Linked DNA regions of Ovis aries: all the other regions are linked to region 2. Evidence: chromatin contacts called from public Hi-C data. All regions are on one chromosome and are shown on one strand. The core of a region is the stretch at or near the end of the contact, and the rest is flanking DNA. Distances in the headings are between cores, read along the strand shown. Region 1 overlaps SCFD2 (sec1 family domain containing 2). Region 2 holds the start of PDGFRA (platelet derived growth factor receptor alpha). Region 3 overlaps LNX1 (ligand of numb-protein X 1).

What was found. Hi-C and Micro-C count contacts between places; a contact is called where the count stands out from the background.
Region 1: a Hi-C map of skin fibroblasts shows a contact between it and region 2, with 4 times the contacts expected there. The contact joins the enhancer-like site here to the promoter of PDGFRA in region 2. A contact is called at or near these places in 3 of 16 Hi-C or Micro-C datasets (hypothalamus, skin fibroblasts and tail adipose tissue).
Region 3: a Hi-C map of retroperitoneal adipose tissue shows a contact between it and region 2, with 2.3 times the contacts expected there. The contact joins the enhancer-like site here to the promoter of PDGFRA in region 2. A contact is called at or near these places in 2 of 16 Hi-C or Micro-C datasets (retroperitoneal adipose tissue and skin fibroblasts).

What each region holds. Positions count from the first base shown.
Region 1 is chr6:69,567,759-69,571,372 of ARS-UI_Ramb_v3.0, forward strand. All of the region lies in intron 2 of SCFD2 (sec1 family domain containing 2), which reads right to left. Among named protein-coding and RNA genes, the nearest start is that of SCFD2, 38 kb to the right of the region's middle. Within about 2 kb of position 1,648, at least 3 of the 54 cell types and tissues checked have an H3K27ac peak or open chromatin away from gene starts, as enhancers often do.
Region 2 is chr6:70,434,687-70,438,187 of ARS-UI_Ramb_v3.0, forward strand. PDGFRA (platelet derived growth factor receptor alpha) reads left to right here and starts at 1,426. Exons shown (of 24, transcript XM_060417114.1): 1 at 1,426-1,494; 2 at 2,961-3,176.
Region 3 is chr6:69,712,280-69,715,822 of ARS-UI_Ramb_v3.0, forward strand. It overlaps LNX1 (ligand of numb-protein X 1), which reads right to left. Exons shown (of 11, transcript XM_060417115.1): 5 at 2,992-3,194; 6 at 229-600. Among named protein-coding and RNA genes, the nearest start is that of FIP1L1, 98 kb to the left of the region's middle. Within about 2 kb of position 2,217, at least 9 of the 54 cell types and tissues checked have an H3K27ac peak or open chromatin away from gene starts, as enhancers often do.

The DNA.
Region 1 (3,614 bases), core at 398-2,897, 870 kb before region 2:
CTCATCTCATGAGCTAAGCCACTATCACTGCCCCAGTTTAAAGAGCCTCAGAGAAGCCGACTGACTTCTGTAATGACTCAGTCTGCATCTGGCAAAACCAGGACTCATACCCAAGTTACTGGCTCTGATCCAGTAATCTTTCTACTATGCCGTGCCATGTTGCACTACACAAATCAGCAGGGAGAATTCATTATTCATAATATGAATTATTTTAAACTTTTCATGTCAGCTCTCTTTTCCAGTTCTTAATATAGCCTCTATTCTGCCTTAGAGAAGAATGAAGCAGATCCACATTCACTCATGAAGCAGGTAAAGCTTGATCTCAGGATTCTGCACACTTTTTATTTTAAACAATGTCATACTACTCCCCTTGTAGGTCACCATTGGTCACTGACGTCCTTGGGACACAATGACCATCATGTCCCACCTTTAGACAACTCTCTTCTTTAAATGTTTCTAAGAAGACTTGCTGAATTTTAAGTCAACATTTAAGTCAACATATATACATTTATGTAACTGAACTGACAAAAAAAATCAAAGTCTAAATTGCCCTGAGATATTATTAGCTCTTATTTGATGTTCATTATATCTTTGGGAAAGAAAGAAGAAATGGCCTCCAGCTATTTTATCACTGATAAAAATGGAGACAAAATGAAGCCACCTACCTAACGTTCCATTGTTAACATTAAAGGAAGGAATATTTCGATAGAGGAACTGACACTCAAAGCATCAATGGGATGTTTCTGTGACCTTGAATAATTTGCTTTACTTTTGGGGGGCTTTATATTTTATAAATATTATTAATCTATCATTTTCATTTATTGGAAACTCACTAACATGACTATATTAGCTTATTGATCAACAACTCTCAAGGGTAAGAATCAATGCCACATTACAAGTGAGAAAGCTGAGTCTTAAATAAAATAATTTACCCAAATCACACAGCCAATAAATAAGAATTTGAACCTAGGACCCTGTGAACTCCAAAATCTAACTATTTTACCACAGTTCTACACAATTCTGTAAAACAAAATGCTCAAACTAGAATACTACTGAGATTCCCAGGATCTCTAACAAGCCATACTCACATGGTTTTCCTTATGCCTTGGTACTCCAAGTTCACATGTATGAATTTGATTAATTGTGCAACACAGTGAAAGATGGGTGAATATCCCCTGCTGTTACTTTTATTAAAACCTTTTTTCTTCTTCACAAGCCCAGTGACAAAAAGAGCTAACAAAAGAATATTCCTGACAGCTTACAAAATATATTAAATTATTTTCTACCTTTTCCTCTGTTTTTAAAGTCATTTTCCTATGAGACAAACTTTATTTCCCTATAGTTACTAGAATACAATTTTATTTGCTTCAATAGATCCTTTGAAATATGTAATATAAAAGTAGAATATTTGTCCTATGAAAAGATCCATTTTATTACTATGAATTATACAGAATTTGTTTCTATATTGTCATTGTAACTACATAAGATGAGAAATGCATACTAAATTCATGTTCTTTTTTTGATAAACTGATTATCTTGTATCCTTAAAAATCAAACTGTTGTGTTTAAAGACTACAGACCAGCAATATACATAATAATAACCTTCTAGAATTAATTTTAAGTCTCAGGAGACTTCTATACAGGAAGATATGGTCCTTCCAGATAATTCTTGACATTTTATTCACCAGAATTACTCAACTATGAATGAAATCTTAGAAGCATATTGGTTTGGCATGTATAAAATGTCAGGAACAGGAAATATTCTTCATCAAATAAAATATAAAAAAGACAGCATTAATTTTTTAAAGGTGGCTAAAAACTGAATCATGGTTCTACTTAATCAGATGAAAGGCTTGCAATTAAGAGACCGAGGGTAAAACATGAATGCACACTATTATCTTATGACTAAACTCAGAGAAATGGTTTCTCCACAGCATGCACGAGAAGCTAAGTTGACTCACACAGTTTGCAGTAACAGTTACAGTATTGCAACAGAAACACAATGATACAACAACAAAAACAACCCAATAAGCATTTTCAGCTAATTTTAAACAGAGGGCCATCTGAGTCATAGTTTTTCACAGCAGGGAATAATGGCTTCCATCAGCGGTAAGCTTAATGAGCTATGAAGGTAGGTTTGTTAACTGAATTATTCACAGAGCTTTCAATAGTCATCTTCCCTCTGGACTACTTTTTAAAACAATTACCTCATCTTAAACAAAATAATCCGTTAACCTTCATCTCAACAGAACAGAAAACAGAAGGATAAACACAGAAGGATCCTGAAGTAGACAGAATATGGGCACATCCTGTGACCAAGCGCTCATCACAGCTGGCGAGCAGCTTCTAGTGCCCAGGCCTCAGGGAGCTAGCAAGCTGGCAGGGCGGCTGGAACTAAGCATACGCCTAGGGACTAGGCGACGGAAGAGGATACAGGAGCTCAGGGGGAGTAGAACACTGGTCTGGGTGTGAGCGCAGAGGACAGGGGGTGGCTAAGGATGTGACAGTGAGACCGGAAAAATCAGCAGGAGCTCGCCAGTTAAAACACAAGTAAGATCTGTCTAAGTAAGAGCAGCATCACAGGAAGGGGTTCTGAGGAGAGACCTTGAGACCTTCTCAAGGAAATGAAAACTAGTCTGAATGGAGCAGGAAGATCTAGTCTGATACTGCCTTCAGCTTATGTCAAATTATCCAAGGCTTGGGAATCCACATTAGAGATTGTAGACATTTTTTCAAGGGCAACTGAAGGGTCTTCAGCAACAGACTAACCTAATCAGATCTGCGTTATTAAAAGACCACTCTGGCCCCATTGTTCAGAATGGATCTAAGGACTGGGAAAGAGGTTACTGCGCAGTATGGACAAGAACTGATAGCTTGGACTAGAGTGATTTCCTAAAGCTACCAGATCATATCATTCTGTTCAAAACCCTTCTAAGCTTCTTACTACTATCACACTGAAATTTAATTTCCTTATTTTGGCCAACAAGCTTATATACTTCAGTGCATTCCTATACTTTATATCTTCATGTCTCACTTTCACCCATTAGGCCCCAGACCCACTGCTCTGATTTCAGCCCCTTGAATGGGTCAAAGTATGTTCTCAGGGCCGTTGTATTTGCTATTCCCTTTGCCTAGAAACCTTTTCCTCCAGGTGTCCACTGATTAACTCTCGTTCATTCAACAAATACTCACTGAGCACTGACCAAGTGTCAGTCCTGTCGTAGGCACTGCTCAAGGCTTCCCTCCTCGATCACACTAGCTAATGTGGTGCTTCCTATTTCAAATCCCACATGTCCTATTTTATCTATAACATTTGTCATTAACTCAAATTACAAGCTGTTAAATAGAATTTATTTTCATGAAGCGAGAGGGAACTGGTTTCAGGGCACTGAGCACAGAGATATTCTAGCTTTAGCAGAATGTCAGCATCCTGGGTCCATGAGTGGCAGTGTACTGAGGCCATCAACAACCTATGACCATGGACTGTGCCAGGCACTGGAGGTATAACAGGGCACAAGGGTGAACAAGTCAGGCACAAACCTCTCAGAAAGGCTCAGAAAGGCTCCAAAGTCTAGTTGGGGAGAATAGATACTAAACTAGTCATCTAATAAGCT
Region 2 (3,501 bases), core at 176-2,675:
TGGCACTGCTGTGCACTAACTGCTTAACCCCTCTGACTTTGTTTGCTCATCTGTTAATTGGGGGTAATCATGCACAACCCACAGGGTTGTTCGGGGGATTAAATAAAATAATACCCTGATTAAATAATGTGGCTCACACTCAAACTTCTGTACTATAATTAATGTAGTTGCAGATCCCAGGTTCCACTGGCTTTGCACCGCACAGTTTCTGCTGGAAGCCTTTTGCTTTTTTTTTTTTTTTTAAACATCATTAGCCCTTGCCTTACTCCTGGGACTTCCTGAGGACAAGGCCCTTTCTTCAGTCAAGCTGACCTAAACAGAGCCAGCCCTCCTGCCCCTCCCAAGCCACAGCTGTGAGTTGGAAAGCTGGATGCTGAGGCCCCTAATAAAGAGCAGACCTCCCAATCTCCTCGATCCCTCCCTCTCCCCTCACACGGCTTTCAAATTAAAAGTAACTAAAAGCTAAAGGTCTAACAGAAGGAGAGGGGAGTAGGTGGTGCAAAACCCTCTCCATATTGAGAAAGCCGTGCTCTCTCCCTAGGAAGAGGGTATCCAAGAATCCAGACCCAGGGGGGGTCTAGTCCCACCATGTCTTTCTCAGCTCTGGGGAGCTTAGTCCTTCCCTGGGCTCGTCAGAGTGGGAAACAGAGCTCACAGTCTATGGTCCTCGGGTCACAAAGCAGGCTCAAGTGTTTGGAACCCTAGCCCTAGCAGAGGCGCGGCTGGTCTCCAGCCACGGGGAATGGCTTTGGACTTCTCTTTGGAGACAAAGCTTTGAAGAGAAAGCCTCTAAGAACCCAGAAGAGACGCTGCACCCTTAGTCAGCCACCAGCAAGAAGATGAGGTGTTTAGGGGGACCCAGAGAGAACTGTCGCCCCAAGTTACACGAGCCTGTCTGGACCCTCTTTCTCCTCTTTTAATAAGACTTGGGCCTCTGTATTCTGAGCTGCAGAGACTAGAGCAAGCTTCCAAACCTCAGCTGGGGCAGACCCGAGGCAAGGGCGGGAACCCCACCATCCGCAAGCTTCCTCGGAGCCTTCCTCACTAAGGTCCCTTGCCGGCCCAGGGAGGTGTCTCTTGCAGGCTCAGACAAGAATTGAAAGAGGGTGGGAAATGGGACAGTTAGCGCCTCCCTCCGCCCCCCAGCCACCAAATGGCCCTTTATTTTCAATTCAGAAAGTTAGGGGGGAAAAAAAAAAAGCTAGAAGTGCGTCCCTCCCTCACCACAAACCCCCAACTTCATTTGAAAGGACCAACTGCGACTTGGCTTAAAGGTGATTTTCGCTACTATCGTCTTTGATAACTGCTGTAATCAGAGGTCTTCCAAAGCCCAAGTACCTTCTGAATTCTCCGAGGAAAGTAGAACTGGGGGGTGGAGCTGGAGCGCCGGGAAGAAGGAGAAGAGAAACAGAAAGCCAACTCAGCGGGGAAACGCCCACGAAACTCAAAGGTGTGACCCGGGGCTGCTGCCCGTCGCGGTCGCCCGGGAGTTGGGTAGGCGAGCCGGGGAGAGATTTTGGTTTTGTTTTCAGGGATCATTTGGATTTGGTTTTAAAAACTTCGGGTGGGGGGCTCTTTTTGATGGCTGGCTCTGCTCCATCTCTTGCTTCCAATTTCATTGTCGCCTGAGGGCCTAGATGCGCAAGGCCACGCCAGAACACCACGCTCCCCTAACTTCCCCTAACGTGGCTCATCTCTCGAGTTGGGCCTCCTTCCCAGAGGGTCGCAGCCGCCTCGACTGCGGGTTTGAGGGAAAAACCCTCATTCGTAATTCCATGATGATCTCTCAAGGGAAAAACACAAGAGGTGAAAATCAAAATCCGGGTTGAGGCTGGGACATTCGCTCAAGTACCCAAGCCGGCGAGGGTCACTCCTCCGGGAGCTCAGGGTGGTGGGTCCCCCGCAACGCCCCGGGCAGAAGCAGACAGAGAAGAGACCTCTCAGTTCGCCTCGGCCAGGAGGCATTTCTTGCCCGCTGCGGCTCCTGGACCACCCAGGACCCCGGGCATCGAGGGAGCAATCTGAAAGGATCTTAGAACAACACTGGGAGAGGGAAACTCGGCTCGCCCCACCTCTCCGCGACGCCCCTGTTGACAGACGCGCGCAGTCAATCCGCTGAACCTCGGCGGAGGGCGGACGGCAAGATTCAAACCCGCCTATGAGCAGTGGGAGGGGCGGGTGGGCAGAACTCATTTTAAGGAGCTAACCGCCTCTTTTTGTGGGCCTCCAGCCCCGAGGTTGCTCCCGACTAGTGGGTTTATTTTGCTTTTGCTGGGGAGGCAGATGTTGACCTCCCTCTATCTGCTCGGCCCAGGCTCGGGGAAATCTCCCAACCATTTGCTTCCCTTGCGCCACCCCCCACCGGTGTTCCATCCCCGGAGTCAGCTCCCCAGGCCTTTAAACCTTCTGGAATGTCACACATGGAAACCTTTAGCAAATGTTTGTTAATGATCATAACAAAGGCATCATTCAAATTAGGCAGGTAATTACTACCAGAAGGACGACTGAGTGCTTCCTTGCTCATCCGTTCTCTCTGTTTTAAACTCGCGAGGAGTTATGGCCCGAAGACACCCCGGCCCAGTCCACTTTTCGGGTCCCTTTAAGCGTCTCTGAAAGGAACTGTGAAGTTACCATTTGTGGGCGGGGAGAGCAGAGGCCTGCGTCCCGGAGATCCCGGCTTGACCAGGCTGGCAATGTCGTAGCAGCAAAGTAGGCCTTACTGGGTAGGCCCTGCGCCCTGCCTCGCCTCCTACCCTCTCGAGTCCGTGGTATAAAAATTTGCATCTCAGCTGGATTTTATTATTAGCATGAAATCCAGCACCCGCTTTCCCCCTATTATTCCGCACTCCGATTTTGGGGGGTTCTTTAGTCCCCGTTCGTTATCTACAAACATTACGGTATCCTGTTAGCATTCCGAACAAGGGGCTGTTCATATATTTGCCTTCAATGATTTCCTGAAGGAACATGTGGAAGTAATAGTGAGCAGTGCAGTCATCCGAACTGAAGATGCACGGGAGGCGGTTGCGCAGAAGGACTGGAGGAATGAGGCCCCTAGCCCAGCCTCAGGCGTCTTCACGAACCTGACACCCCAGGAGCCGGTCGCAGTTCCATACAGCACCCCTTCGAGTACTTCTCTGTGAACATCCCCTGCAGGCTGCTCCGTGTCCACTCTCTAAGTAAGGGAGAAGGTGATGGCTGTCCCACATTCCAGCCTAAACCAGGCCGCCCTGGCCACTGTCAAGTGTGTGTGTGGGGGGGGGGGGGGGGGGCAGAGTCGGGGGTGGTGGTAAAGGTTGAGCCCTCCACCCAACAAGAGAATTCGAAATTAGAGGAGGTGGGGAAGGCAATCGCGCTCCCCTCCCCCGCCCTCGCTGGGAAGCCCCACTCTGCCCAGGTCTGGTTCCTGGAGCGTCAGCGCCCCCTTTCTTTCGCGAGCAGGATCGCCCTCTCCCGGCTTAGTCTCCTGCCTGGGGCCCCAGGGCTAGGGTTGGGGGCTCCCTT
Region 3 (3,543 bases), core at 967-3,466, 720 kb before region 2:
AGAATGCCCATGACCCTGAGACACATCATTTGCTGGAGCAATGTTCTTATCTGGCCCTTCACTCCAGACTCTTTGAAAAGGAGGCACTGCATGTTACCCCGGGTATCTTTGAAAAGGAGGCACTACATGTTACTCCGGGTAGAAACAGGGTAGGTGGCTCAAGGTGACGAGCACTCCTGCTCACGCTGGCAGTTTCTGACCAGGATCGTGTACTCGTCTGTGACCTACCTGAATCAGATGAGCTGCGCTTTCTGGGCTGCCGTGCCGAAGGTCATGCCCGTTGATGGCTAACACACGGTCATTCTCCTCCAGCTGGCCGTGTCTGTCTGCCACGCCACCGTCCAGCACGTTGAAAATAAATACCCCTGGTTCATCCACCTTGCGCACCAGTTTTATTCCAAGCTGTTCCTCTGGGCTGCTTTTGTTGAGGATCACGTGGAAACTGTCATCCCGGGGCCCGTAGGTATCCAGGGGCTGTCCGTCGGTCCTGCTCTGGAACTTCCGCTCCCGGAGCACGGTCAACCGCAGCACCTGGCATGGCTGCCGCAGGAGGCGCAGGGCGTAGTTGTGCCGGACGTTGCTGATGTCCATCCCGTTGACCTGGAGGAAGGGGACCTCGAATCTGGAGCCACCGAGCCATCAGATCCACCTGCCACAATCCTGCCTAAAAGGCCCTGCCTGCACACCCACCAGGGCCCTTCCTAAAGGACCACTCTGCTCGGTCCCCTTCTTCTCTGTCCAAATGCCCAAATACCCCATCTTCCAACAGGACTTGTAACCCAGCTTTCCTCCACTGTTACCTGCACACCTTTTCAACTCTCTGTCTCAGCAGACAGAATCTTTTCTCAGCCTTGTCCTTACATAGGCCCTCAAGTTTAATTATATGGTCCTAACCCTCATTGCTGTTGCTTGCTAAACTTATTTTTTGGCTGAGGGAGGAAGGAAAAGGAAGAAAAAGTGGGAGAAGGCCAAAGAAGAAACGAAAATTTTTGATTAATGATTATGTTAAAGTGCTATTTAAATAAAACTGAGCTAACATTTCCTTTCCAAACATCTCCAAATGAATTTTTCTCCCTAGGTCACCTGTACTGGAATTTCTAGGCTTCACTGGTGTGTGTGTATGTGTGTGTGTGTGTGACACAGAGAATGTATGTGTACATACATGTATTTGTGTTTTGGCAAGTGTGTGAATGTGTGACAGTGTGTACATCTGTGAAGTCCCCAGGCAGTCTCCTACAAGGTCTTTTGCCCATGTTCTCAATAAAAGAGAAAAAAAAAATCTCTGTACTATTTCAAATGAACCGACGTAAATGAAAGTTTTAGGCTCTTTTACTGAAAGGCTGGGTCCCCTTATTAAACTGCTTAAATGTCCTCCAGCTCGGCCCACTCATTTGTGCCTCACTAATAATCTGTGGGACTGATGCTGTGTGGGGCTTTCTGGTTTTAATTACTCTAGGCAGACCCAGCTTCAAGGCTTCGGCCCCCAGTGGTGGTCACTGCTTGGGAAGAAAATACTTTCACAGCAGCACTGCACTGTTCTTAACGAAGGAGGCCCCACAGAAGAGAAACAACCTTCTTGAATTTCTATGGTTTGGGAAGATTTCTCGCACTCGGCAGCCAACTGTTAGAAGAGTCGCTGAGTGAGATTTTCCCGGGCCTGCCTGCCGCGTGCAATTGCCCGTCCTCTGCTGCATCTCCAGGGATGCATGGAGGCTCCTTCGTGTGTGGACAAGGCTCAGAACCTTTGTTCAAGCGCAGGTGAGCTCAAAGGCCTTTCTCTGCTCTGTCACCTTATCCCATGTCCAGCTTTCCCCATCACACCCGGGCCAAGAGAAAGTCAGGGTCGCCTGCTAAACAGTCCTGGCAGCTTTTTTGCTTGCAAGTGCCAGCTGAAGGCCACAAGAATCAAAATGTTTTCCTTATGCAACCCTCCCAGGCAGCATAGCTTCCATAGAACTGGAGGGAAGCCATGTAGAGTGTTGCTAATTGCATGGCCAATCGTCCCCTGAGGTTGATGGGCCCTGCCTCGTACTCCATCTCAGAGGCCAGTGGGAATATCAGTGTTTCTACAATAACTGCTTCAAATTCTTTCTCCTCTTATTCCAAAAAATAAGAATTTCTTTGCCAGAGAAATAGCACATAATGTGTTAGGAGCTGGCCTGTCAGCAACCCAGAAGGGATAGGATGAAACTGTCATCTGAGGGTCAGACAGGAAATATATGACCAAGGGAGGGATTTTTCCTTATCACTTTTGGCACATGCTAGACTTCTGTCTGATGAACAACTCTTCCTTTGTCCTTTCTCTTCAACTGAAAATTCTTCCGAGCATCCTTACCCTCAGCCAAGCCACAGAGGACAGTAATGCCCAAGGCGTTCTGTTCCACCACCTGTCTCCCCTGGAATGTCTGTGGGTTGGCTGAATAGCTTAGGGATTTTTTTTTTTTTTCTTTGCTGAAGGGTCATTAAGCTATAGGAAATTTACTTTAGGGGAGTGTGTGAATCTGAGTGATTAGATAAAATACAAAATGTTCCAGTAATCTGTTTTAAAAACAACTTAATATGCTACAGTTTTATACTGTTTTATGGTACTGTTACTTAAAGTAGGAGAAAGAGGTAGGAGAGGAAGAATGAGGAGGGAGAAGAAGGAAGAGAGAAGACTGAAGAGGTAGAGAAAGTTAGGGGAGGGGAAGACATGAGAAGAGGAAGGAGGAGGACAGAGACAAAATGATATAGAGATAGTATTTATACAGAGAGAGAAAGAGGTCAGAAGAACAAGACAGAAGGGTTAGGGACCCACTGAAAATTACTAATCTTGTATGAAGAGTCATATCAACCTAATAACTATGGAAAGTGAAGGTTCCACATTTATGTTAGTGTTTTAGTGTTGTCCAACCACTCACCCATCATAACCCTAACCCATGCATCCAATGATGTGCTCAGAAGTGACTCTTATTAAGCCCATTTTCATGGCCCCACAGCCACAGTCTCTACCTTTAGGATGATGTCTCCTGGCAGGAGCCGGCCATCTCTGGCTATCACCCCATCACGATAAATGTGCTGGACAATGATATGGACCAGAGGGGTTTCACTGCCTCCCACAAGCCTAATGGAGAGGTTTTCATTGGGATCCGTTCGATTGATCTTGATGCTGGTAATTTCACCATCTGGAATCAGGTGATACAACCTTGGAAAGACTAAAATGGACAAAGACAGTGTTTTTTTAAGACACCCACCAACGGCCATTTCCAACCACTTCTCTTCTTGCCAGGCTTTTGGTTCCAGCCAAACTAAACTATTCATCATTCTTTGTACATGTTTTCCATCTTCCTGCCTCTGAGCCAGCATAAGTTTTTCTGCCTGGAATGTTTTCCATCCTAGGCCTAAACCCAATTTTTCCTTCAAGGCCTGCATGAAATGATCCTTTCCAATTAAACTCTGCCCTCCTCCCTCCTCCCCTACTCTCTCTCAACTTCCTAATTCCCACAAAGCTGTATTTCTCAGGGCACTGAGCCTTCTATTACTATTAGTATTACATATGGCCAT